2 separate regions of the Arachis hypogaea genome follow, and region 2 is linked to region 1. Evidence: chromatin contacts called from public Hi-C data. All regions are on one chromosome and are shown on one strand. Each heading gives the region's core, a stretch centred on a gene start, on an enhancer-like site or on the middle of the called end of the contact. The rest is flanking DNA. Distances are from core to core; before and after follow the strand shown. Region 1 holds the start of LOC112769269 (phospholipid-transporting ATPase 2). Region 2 holds the start of LOC112771889.

Evidence for each region. A called contact is a pair of places that touch in the nucleus more often than the background predicts.
Region 2: a contact with region 1 is called in a Hi-C map of leaf, with 4 times the contacts expected there. The contact joins the promoter of LOC112771889 here to the promoter of LOC112769269 in region 1. A contact is called at or near these places in 5 of 8 Hi-C or Micro-C datasets (all in leaf).

What each region holds. Positions count from the first base shown.
Region 1 is chr18:11,524,469-11,529,892 of arahy.Tifrunner.gnm2.J5K5, forward strand. LOC112769269 (phospholipid-transporting ATPase 2) reads right to left here and starts at 4,175. Exons shown (of 25, transcript XM_025813734.3): 1 at 3,902-4,175; 2 at 2,814-3,041; 3 at 2,007-2,220; 4 at 1,673-1,789; 5 at 1,422-1,514; 6 at 1,142-1,316; 7 at 884-1,050; 8 at 360-464; 9 at 1-53. The coding sequence starts at 2,938.
Region 2 is chr18:11,759,451-11,765,287 of arahy.Tifrunner.gnm2.J5K5, forward strand. It overlaps LOC112771889, which reads left to right and starts at 3,018. Exons shown (of 2, transcript XM_025816725.3): 1 at 3,018-3,542; 2 at 4,570-5,090. The coding sequence starts at 3,308. The coding sequence ends at 4,760.

The DNA.
Region 1 (5,424 bases), core at 2,925-5,424:
TGGTCCCAATCAATAAACTTTGCATACAGGCCCTTCACCAGATCTAGAGATACCTGCAAGATATGCAGTAGTTAGCTGCATCAGCTTTTAAACTGTTTCTTTCAACATATTTAAAACAGGCTTGAAATCATCCACTGATAAAAGATAATTGGTGCAACCGCTGAAAGTAGCAATGAAAAGGAAATAATTGTCTATATTCCTCCATTATGTTCATGAGATCATTCATGCTCTACTGCAATGGACTATAGCTTTCTATACTGAATTAGTTTTTTTATTTTTTGAATTGACAAGAAAAATGGTGTATTGAACTTATAAATGCACCATAATGCAAGTCCAACACCTATCTTCAACCAGCTCACCTTAATTGAAATGGGTATCATGATGGAACAAAGAAGCTCGAACCGCAGAGGGATGATCAATAGTTCATACCAAGGGCCTTTATCAGGGTAAAGAACATACCATTGCTATAAACAAACAGAGAAAAATTAGCATCAACCAACATGCACCTTTAGGGTAACAAGTCAAAACACGGAAGCTTAAAGACAACAATTACAGATGAGGCATTAAAACATGGAAAAAGCTTAAACAGAAAGAAAAGTTGGAAAACACTTATTGAAGAATAGAATGGCAACATGACAAGGAAAATACAAACTTAGCATCCACCACAAAAAGAAAATTGGATAACCTGGAATCCTAAAATGTGGAATAAATCTATAGCATGTTTAGAAACAAAACAAATTATGATGGGTGCAAGTTGCCAAGCTCCCTCAACAGAAAGAAAATAGATGGAGGACGTTACTAATATACACAGATAACATAGATTGCTGAAATTCAATAAAATTTTGGGTGCATAAGAAACTTGAGTTCAGAAATGATAGCATACTTTCTTTGCTTCTGTGTCCTTCCACACATTACCCGCTATGCCAAGAACCATTACAACAACAATTTGGAATACAAATATAGCACCAGTCAACTTGTCTATCATGGCATCCATAGCAGTGAGCTTTGGTTCTGGTATACCTCTACTCATGCCCAATTTGGTTTCGTTGCCTGAAGAAATATTGTGCGGTCAATGCATATTATTGAACTTTTTCAGAAGAACTATCTGATTTCATGAGTATAATGTTATCCATGTACTTGCCTGTGTACACAGCTACTCCACATGCCCACTCAGTGTTCCGTAAGTAACATGACTGGAGAACTGTGTTTTTAATGGTTAAAGGGCATATATCATTATCAATAAATGGGGGGAACAACCGCATGTTGGCATCAAACCTTCTGATGTCTTTATTTGGAGTGGGACACTCGATTACACCCTAGACGCACATACACACACAAAAGAAGAAAGTAATTAATTCATTGTTCAGTATAAACAGTTTTGTCAATAAAACTGCTAGCTAGTTACAGTAATAAAAATTTACCTTAATTTTGTGCAATAGTTCAACATCAATTCCCATGCAGGCAGAAGGTATGACTCTTGTCTTCAGATCAGTTTCACCATCCATTGCAGCAGTCTGAACAACATGCTATATCATAAGCTCTTTGAAATGCATATAATGAAATATGGTCTTTCCACAAATAAGAAAGATAAAGAAGAATGCTGGAACTATGTTGTCTGCAATGCCACAAAGAGAGCGTGTATCAATTTTAGCATGTTTCATGTCAAGCTTACCTCTATATAGCAAAGTCCTTGTGGATCAGAGGAGCCAATCAAAACAAGGTCACAAGGCACTTCATCATTTTCACGTAGCCATACTATATTACCTACATGAATATCCTGGGCTTGGATCTACAGCACCATCCATACAAGCATCCCAGAAAAGAAGGGGAAAAAAAGCAAGAAAGAACATTAGATTTACACATATAAAGAAACATGTTATATAATTTAACAAATGAAGAAGCTTATGTAACTTCCACTTCCTACAGTAACGAATGCAGAATAAGTCAATAAGTCATAACAAGCAGTGAATAAGTATATCTTTAAGAAAATCAACCATATTTCATACAAGTTTCTTGATGCCATTTCTGACAACCCAGACTTCTTTCTCATTTGCCTTCTTGTCTGACAGGTATCTATGGTAATCATCCCATGCCTCTTTTGTTGCAGAGACTGCAAAAATGAAGATAAGTGGACCCCATGTACTGGCAGGATTTACTGGAGTGATGAGAGACCATAGCTGTAGGCAAGCTATCAGCAAAAAGTACTGATTCATGAACCGGCTGAAAAAGGGGCAAAATTAGATGGGATAAGGAAAGAGCCAAGGCAATGTTTAAATAATTGACAGGAACAAATCATATTAGATATTCAAATTTCATTATAAATTTAACCCATCCCCCCCCCCCCCCCCCCAAAACACACACACACAAAAAGAAAACAAGAGAAGAAAACTGATGTGAATTGCACAACATAAAATTGAAAAAGAGAGGCCGAATCCCTAATCTAGGATTAATTACATGAATGTCAAGTAAAAAATTGTGCGCCATCATCCAAATCAATATGTGCAAGCTTATATTTTATATTTGATACTACATTCTTCTCTAATATCTGAAGTCTGAAGTCTGAACTCTGAATTCCTCATGAAAATTAAAAATGCATGTCTAAACACAGCAAAACACACATGGCATATCTTGGGGGGGGGGGGGGAGAAAAATTCACTCCATTGAATCAAAAGTTTGTTACTCAATATCAGAGAAGATGACAGGGAAAGGAGGTCATGCAGTAGAACCATGTAAATTATTCATGATTTTGCACCAACGTTACAGCACTAGCAGTTAAAATAGAGAGTAAAAAATACCATGTGCAGAAAGATTACCTGAACTGTTCCCATAAATTTTTTGGAATAAAGTTCAGCACAGTATACTTTCTGTTTGATATACGATTATCACAGTATAAATCATGAGCTGATTCATCATCATTTATATAAACATAACGCTTCATTGTTAAGCCCTGAGCATCTACTAGCTTATGTTATAGATATCTTCTACACCTTCACCACAATGCTCAAAGAGAACAATTGTGAAATATCCAAAATAGTCACATTCTGCAAGCAACAAGGAGAAGGGAAAATGATGTAAGACTTGTATATAAATTTTATTATGATAAGGAAGAGAAATAGGGGAGGTCTAAACAGATTTTCTCTACATTACAAAAATAAAAAAAGCACCATAATTATGCAGGACTGCAGGTCACTTCAGCACAACAAACACCATGCCATCCTTGACAATTCTAACTCCTAGAAGTTACTCAGCATGCAACTTATAATCTGTTATGCATAACCCCTTATGCTACCACACTCAACTGAATTTAGTTTCATCACATGTGCTACACCAAGTTTAACTACAAAAACTCCAGAACAATCAGCTGAATATCCGAGAAATTCTCACAGCAAATAAATAAAGAAGTCCATATTCTAATTACAAAAACAACAATCAGTTTCAGATGTTCATCACGACAATACTGGTTGCCGTATGCCCGAGGAACAAATTCACTGAACAGAGCCGGAAAATATTCATAATATATCATTCGCCATATAAATTTGAAAAATTAAGCTACGCTATTGTTCTCCACAGATCGATTTAAACCAAATTATCATGTATAAACGAGCTCCCTCATTCAGTTAACAAAACCTCACACCTCATCAGCTAATTACGCCAATGAAAAAGTCCTAACGCTAATGAAATGAAATCAATTCAACAACGAAACACACTAATTGATGAAAATCGAAGGGAGTACCAATCAGCTAGGAATCTAGTGAAGGTTAACGCGATCTAATTTAGTAGTTTAATACGAATCGTCACGCGGCATGTAAACTATGCAATCGCTTCCAGACACAGATATTGAGAGAGAGAGAGAGAGAGAGAGAGAGAGAGAGAGAGAGAGAGAGAGAGAGAGAGAAGGTACCAGTGAAATGAATGTGATATTTGGTGGAATAAGTTGTTGAAGGTGATCGAGAAATGTTGGAGTGCGATCGTTCCCGTTCCCACCATTGACTATGGATGGGTTCGTTTCATGTTATTGTTTGTAGCTTCCTATTAAAATCGTGTCCTAGCTATACACTCCACTGCTACTTCCCATCCACCATTTCCAACCCCTTTTTTTGGACTCTTCTCACCTTCCCTTTGTTCTTCTGGTTTCTTATTTTTGTTTCTTTTCGCGGTTTCAGGTCTTTTGGATTAGACAGCCCAAATATCTTTGGACCTGAAAGCCCATTTATAGTGGACAAGATCATCCTTGTATTAATGAGCTCCCAAAACTGATAGGGTTAAAGGAAAAAAAAAGAGTCCATTATCATATTTAAATTTTTCTGATAATTTCCACAATTTTATATATAATTTTGTTTTTATTTTAAAAAGCACAGCATGGACCTTTGAAATACGTCATGAATTTCCTCTCAGAGGCCAATTTAAACTTGTTAACCTTTTTTTTTTTAATGAAAACTTGTTAGCCTTACTATGTATGTATGGTTGTATACTATATAAGTATATATTACTATTAGTCTTTTTTTTTTTTGGTTTCCATATATTACTATTAGTCTTTTTTTTTTTTTTGTTTCCATATATTACTATTAGTCTATTACTAATTAGATTGTGAGATCCTAATATTTGATCGTCTCGAATAATACTGCAAATAGTAGTACCTCAAAATCCAAGACTACCTACAGTTAGCTGATATAGCTCCTTACTTTATTATTATTAACATATGAAAATGAAGAGAACCATCTAGATGAACGTATATAATGTCTTAAGTGAATTTCGTTTTACTAATTCAATAATAATAATAATAATAATAATAATAATAATAATAATAATAATAATAATAATAATAATAATCTATTGTCCCTTTTCTATCTTCCTGAAAGTCGGTAGATCTAGATCCAGGACTATCATCACCGGTTTTGACCCTTTTTATTGTTTTATTTTTTAATGATTAACAAGTCACTTAAAATTTTTCAAAGAATATATCACGCATATCATTGAAAAATAAATTAATAACAAATTGGAAAAAGAAAATCATAATAGAAGAAACATCATTAATTATAAAAAAAATACTATGGACTAATATTTTTAGGGAAAAAAGTAAAAAAATCAGCTAATATTAATTCAAATATAAGATAAAAATATAATAAAGAAAAATGTAATTAAGCTAATAATATTCTCTTGATTATAAAATAATTATTACTGCTGTACATACATGTTCGTCTATCCAATGTACTCCAACTAACCACAGTACTTGTTTTATATTTTTATTCTGTCCTTGTGCACAGTTGTAGTATGATTGGAAATCAGCTTAACAAGAGGTTTAGGTATGTGAAGCGATTGCATATGAGTTGAACACGATTTCGGCTATTCAAAGATCGATAGAGACATCATACCCAAAGTTTTTTTGACCGTATACGCATGTAGCAACACCGTATTTGCGGGATT
Region 2 (5,837 bases), core at 1,768-4,267, 230 kb after region 1:
TCTTATTCCTTTTTCAGCAGTTATCCTTCCTCATACAATTTTGCAAACACTCTTCTACAGCCAGCAAGTGTTCATGTTGGGAAGAATGCACTTTTGTAAGTATTGATGTGATTCACCAGAAAAATATTGAAACTTGTTTTAATATTATTTTTATGTGTAGCTTGCTCTTGAATGTTTAGGACTGTTGATCACCAGTGGGATGGTGAACTGTTTGCCACAACTGGCGCCCAAGTAGATATATGGAATCACAACAGGTGTCAGTTTATTTATTTCGGACAAAGAACTTACCCATTTTCTTAATCTTTTTTTCCCTTTAGAATTTCTTTTTATTGGTTTGTCTTTCATATTGCATATCTGAGCCTATAAGTAGTTGGGTCATTTTACTTCTGTTTCCCCTGCACGATGCATGAGTTCCTGCCCGTCTATGTATGTAATGTTTGAGTTTGAATTTGTTATGAGTTACTTATTTGTCTAACCTGTTTTATTATAGTGACCGAGGTATAATGTTATACGATCTATGTATGGCTTCTCCAGTGACAAAAATGACAATGATGGTAATTATTCTATTTAATTAGTTTCAATTTCAACACAGGTGTAGATTTTCATTTTCCTAAGTCGAGCAATCAATTTTACTTTACTTTAATTAGTAACTTATTCTCTTATTTACTTCTAATTTCATAGTAGATTATATCATCGGTTCATTTCTCTATTGCATTCTTGCTATCATCATCATATGTGTTCTTTCAGTTTGCATTTTTATCCAAATTACTTATTCATGACTATACTGACCTTTTTCTCCCTATGTGGCAGACCAAAACGAATTCGATAGCATGGAACCCAATAAAACCAATAAATTTCACAGCTGTAAGTTCATGAGATGAATTTAACCAGTGTTTTTTTAAGCTATTATTGTATAAAATTTTGGTTTTAGCTAACTTCTAAAATATTTATCTATGTTTTTGAAATTCTATCTTTTCAATTATTATTTGTATTCTTATGGATAAATTGCATGACCATGCAGGAAAATAAAGATGGAAATTGCTATAGCTATGATGCTAGAAAGTTAGATGAAGCCAAATGTGTTCATATGGATCCTGTTTCTGCAGTGTGAGATCAATGTTTCCTAAAAATTTACTATATTTTTCATTGTGTGCATATATATACAATTTAACAATAGACAGTTTTGTGACATAAAATGGATATATTTATTTAATAGAATAGTTGATTTTAAGCCTTACAATGCTATTAAGCCTTAAAAATAGCACTCCAGCACCATAAATTAGTTCAAGAAACCTAGAAAGTAGGAATCATTATTCCTTATGAAACTATATTAGGTGCTTGAGATTATTCTATTTTTTTTCTCTGCATTAACTTCACAATAAGAATTATATTTTGTTGAGTAATAAAGTACCTATGAGTAACACTATATGAATGCTACAGTTGAGTTAAATAGTAGTATTTGGCTTAATAATTGCTAATTATTAAGTTTAATCAATTATGATGTAAAGAAAATAAGTTATAGTAAAAAAAAATAGTATCACATGTAGTAGTTTAGCAGTTATTTTTTTTAAATATCATGTAAAAAACTGCGGTAGGTTAAAAATTGCTATATTTTTTTTAAAGCATCTATTAGAATTGTGACAATTCTAAACCGCCACAATTTAACAAAAAAAACTAGTAAAGCAAAATCAATTATCTGATTAGCGGCAGTTATATCAGCGGTTGCTGAAAATCGCCGCAAAATCAACTACCTGCGCTACTAACTAAGGCGGTTCACTCAACCACTGATATTGGTTTTGGTGGCGGTTTAAAACCACCGTTAATAACAGAAAAAACCGCCGCAAATCTCCATTCTTCTTGTAGTGTTTTATCATTGAATTTATGAGACTTATCAATAGAAGTCGTCTTATTTGCTATTTTTCTTTCTTTGGATAAGGACAAATACCTTTTTTATTGGCATTATTGTTGTACACTGTATATTAAATACATAAAAAATTAGCAGTACACATTTAAAATCATAAAAATTCATGCTAATTATTTTATTAACACATCTAAAACTCATAAAAAATTCAAAACATATTAAATATTGATTTATAACTTACACCTCCAATATTATAAGATTTGTTGATAACTCATCCTAAACCGTTCATGAAACAAATCAAAACTTTATATTAAGAATGTATAAAAACTTAGCATTATCTAAAAATATCACCGTTATCTAAAAATATCACCATCATTTATAACATGGTAGTTTTAATTGACCATTGATAAGGAGGGTTGAAAATTTCACCATATTTAGATAGCTATTAGAAATGCCATATAATTCAGTAAATAGTATGTTGAAAATAATTTTACTTAATTGCATGAGACAGACGCCAAAAAAAACATAGTAGCAATAAATATCATTATACAAAAAAACCAAAACTGAACTAAAAAATCACAGTCTTTCAAATAAATTTTTTTTTTTGTTGAACTCTCAACCCAATATTCAAGCATCTTTCAATTACATACTATTTCTGTGTAGACAACTAAAACTCACATAACTAGTTGTTTTCGCACAATAAATTCTGATTCACTCAAGCTTTTTACAAAAAAAAAAAAAAATACAAAAATTCACATACAATAATTGAAGTTCATAATAAATATCTGTTATGTGTATTTAATAGTTGATAATTGTTTATCAATTTCACATAAAAATAAACTACATGAGTCTTTCTATTCCAAAAAAGGGTAAAAAAATTCTCAATTTATACATACCTCTTAAGTATTATATTATTCTTTTTTTCTTTTTTATGGTATTTCTCAACCTGCTAAGTTAAGGACTAATCCGTCGCAGATCGGACGTTTATTTAAGGATTTGTCGCTGACCAATAATTACTGCATACACAAGACAGGATTCGAACTCTCAACACTTACTTAAGCAAATTAGTGAGCTAACCACTAGACCAACCCAAATTGGTTTCGGTACATTCTACTATTCTAGGTTCTAGCAAAATACTAGACTTGGTGAAGGGTACCCCATTTCTTTTTCTTGTTTTTTTTTCGGGTTTTGAAGGGTACTGATTCTTTTTGAAATCCTTACACCTGTGGGGGCCTAACTACATGGGCTAACAAAGTGTGGGCCCAATTACTCAAAATTCCCAAATCCAAAAACGAAAGGGAGAGAGTAGGGTTAGGGTTTAAGTTGAGTTTCTACTCTCTAGCTTATACCTTTGATTCCGTTTCCGTTTCCGTTTCGATCGATTATCTCGCATAGCGAACTGCAAAAAAGAAAGGGCGGAAAAAAAAAACGAAGTTTGTGAAATCAATGGCGACACCGGCGGCAAAGCGAAAGCCAGTGTTTGTGAAGGTGGATCAGCTCAAACCGGGAACAAGCGGTCACACGCTCACAGTCAAGGTTGTTAGCTCGAAGCCCGTCAAGACAGTCAGCAACCGTGGTGGTCGGACGTCGATGCTGGCGGCGGCTCGTCCTTCTCGCATCGCCGAGTGCCTCGTCGGAGATGAAACTGGAACCATAGTCTTCACTGCCCGTAACGAACAGGGTATGTTTCTTGTTTCTGTCATTTCATTTTTTGAAAGTTCAATCTGTGTATGTTATGTGTATGTAATTGTGATGATTTAAGTTCTATTTGGTGTGTGATCAAGGAAAAAACATGTAAAGTTGTTGACTTTGTGATAGGATTAGGCTTCAGTCCCTTACGTTAGAAGAAAATGGGGATTATGTATGCTGGAGTTGCTAGCAATCACACTTTGTTACTCGTGCATGTTGATTTAATAGCGAAAGTTGCTATGGCTGCCATAAAAGTTTCAATCAATAGTGTTTAATATCAAAGGATACATACCTCTTGGCCTGGCAATTTTACTGTTTAGGAGTTGAGTTCATTCAGGGAAGCTTTTTTTTTTTTTCCATTTGAAAAGCATGTTATGATTTTGAACTTAAAAAGGGAAACAATCCATGTTGCTAATGCTAACACAATAATTTCGCCCCATGCCTTTTGTACTTGCTATGTCTCTCCATTAGCTGACTTAAATGAGTTCTTCCGCAATTGGGTTGCCATATGTTTGTTGTTTCTTGGAGGAGAATTAGTGGGAAAACCAGCCGGTATTCTGAATGGTCTATGATATCATAGAGGTGATTATTGGTCGGTAACTTTAATTTTGAATTGTTAACGGACTTTCCGGTTAGGGCTTAAGTCGGAACCACATATTGATTCCTCTTTCCACTTTTGCGCATTACGAATTAAATACGCAAATGCTGTTAATTAATGTATTTAATTCTGTTAGTTCGAAGTTAGGTTGATCGTGATTTATGGTATCTTGCATGTTGTAACCAAGATATTTAACATTTCCCCTAGTAAGCCAAACATTATATGTGAATATGCATTAGCATCTGTGTGTGGAAACATGATACATTTTCGAGTCCATGGAGTAGTCAACATGTGTGGTCTACCAAACTGATGCTTTCTTTGTTTCTTTTCTACATTTGTTAGCACATGTTTTTCCAGTCTATGCTAAAATGCTCTCAGCCTTTTCTTGGTTTTTGTGATTGATTGATTTATTTTTGTGCAGTGGAACTCATGAAGCCAGGATCTACTCTAATTTTGCGTAACGCAAAGATCGACATGTTCAAAGGATCCATGAGGCTAGCAGTTGATAAATGGGGCCGTATTGAAGTCACTGAACCTGCAACTTTTGAGGTTAAAGAGGATAACAATCTTTCATTAGTTGAATATGAACTAGTCAATGTTGTTGAAGAGTGATTTTGATTTCTGGGTGTCTTTAGAGTTGCCAGAGGTTCTGATCTTTATTTTTACAATTGAACTATTGGCTGCGGGGCAGTCTTAAATAGTGGTACAGTCTCTGTTTATTTTAGTCCTAAATTGCTGTGGTTAGTGCACATTTTTACCCTATTTAAGTCAGTTTTGAAAGATGATGGTTCTTGTGGTTAACATGCAGAAGTGAATATTGCTATAAATTTACATAATTTAGTATTTTTATGGAGTCATCTTTCATGCAAATGTAATCATGAACCGTAAGCTCGTACAGATAATTCTTCTGTAAATGCTATCCTTTTCATTTGATGCATCCAATAGCCGGTCTAAACTCGTCTATATTCTATGCTAGTTGCCCTTTGCAATTGAAGAGTGGTTGTTATCATAGCTGTTCGTGTGTATTCACTTCGGTTTCCCATTATTAACTAAACAAACTGATGTAATAATATCTAGCCTATAAATTATACTTTTAATATCAAATCAAAGTAATTTATTACATTCGATCTTTCAAAAATGTGAATCGATCCTACTATTAATATTGTCTAGAATTAAAATATAATTAGGAATTCTATAACTAAACATCCTCAAGACGATACTAGTTCGAGCTCATTTTTGTTGCTTTCCCACAATGAAATTGGGGAAGCCGGTAAAGAATTAGGAGAGCTCTACAAAATGATGTGGATTATCATACCCTGTGCTTTCTGTTAAATTGTTTATTAGAATATCTCCTATAGCAGTAAGGGTATCTGAAGTAGAGTTGATTCACGTTTACTTTTCTTGTTAACAAGATATTGTGGTTCGTATGATGTCCAAAGTTATTCGTGCGAAATAGGTAGGATCCCAGTTGGTTTGAAACGGCCATAGCTAAGGGTGACAATTGTGATGGATTACACTGGATTCTCAGCATGATGATGGGTAACAACAAACGTAGATAGTATAAGCCTGGGAGATCAAAGTCATGCACACACATAAAAGTGGGCTAGTGTAAGAAAACAATTTGGATTTTATTTGGGCTAGTGTAAGAAAATAATTTGGATTTTATTTTCTTGATAGTCCACTGGAAGA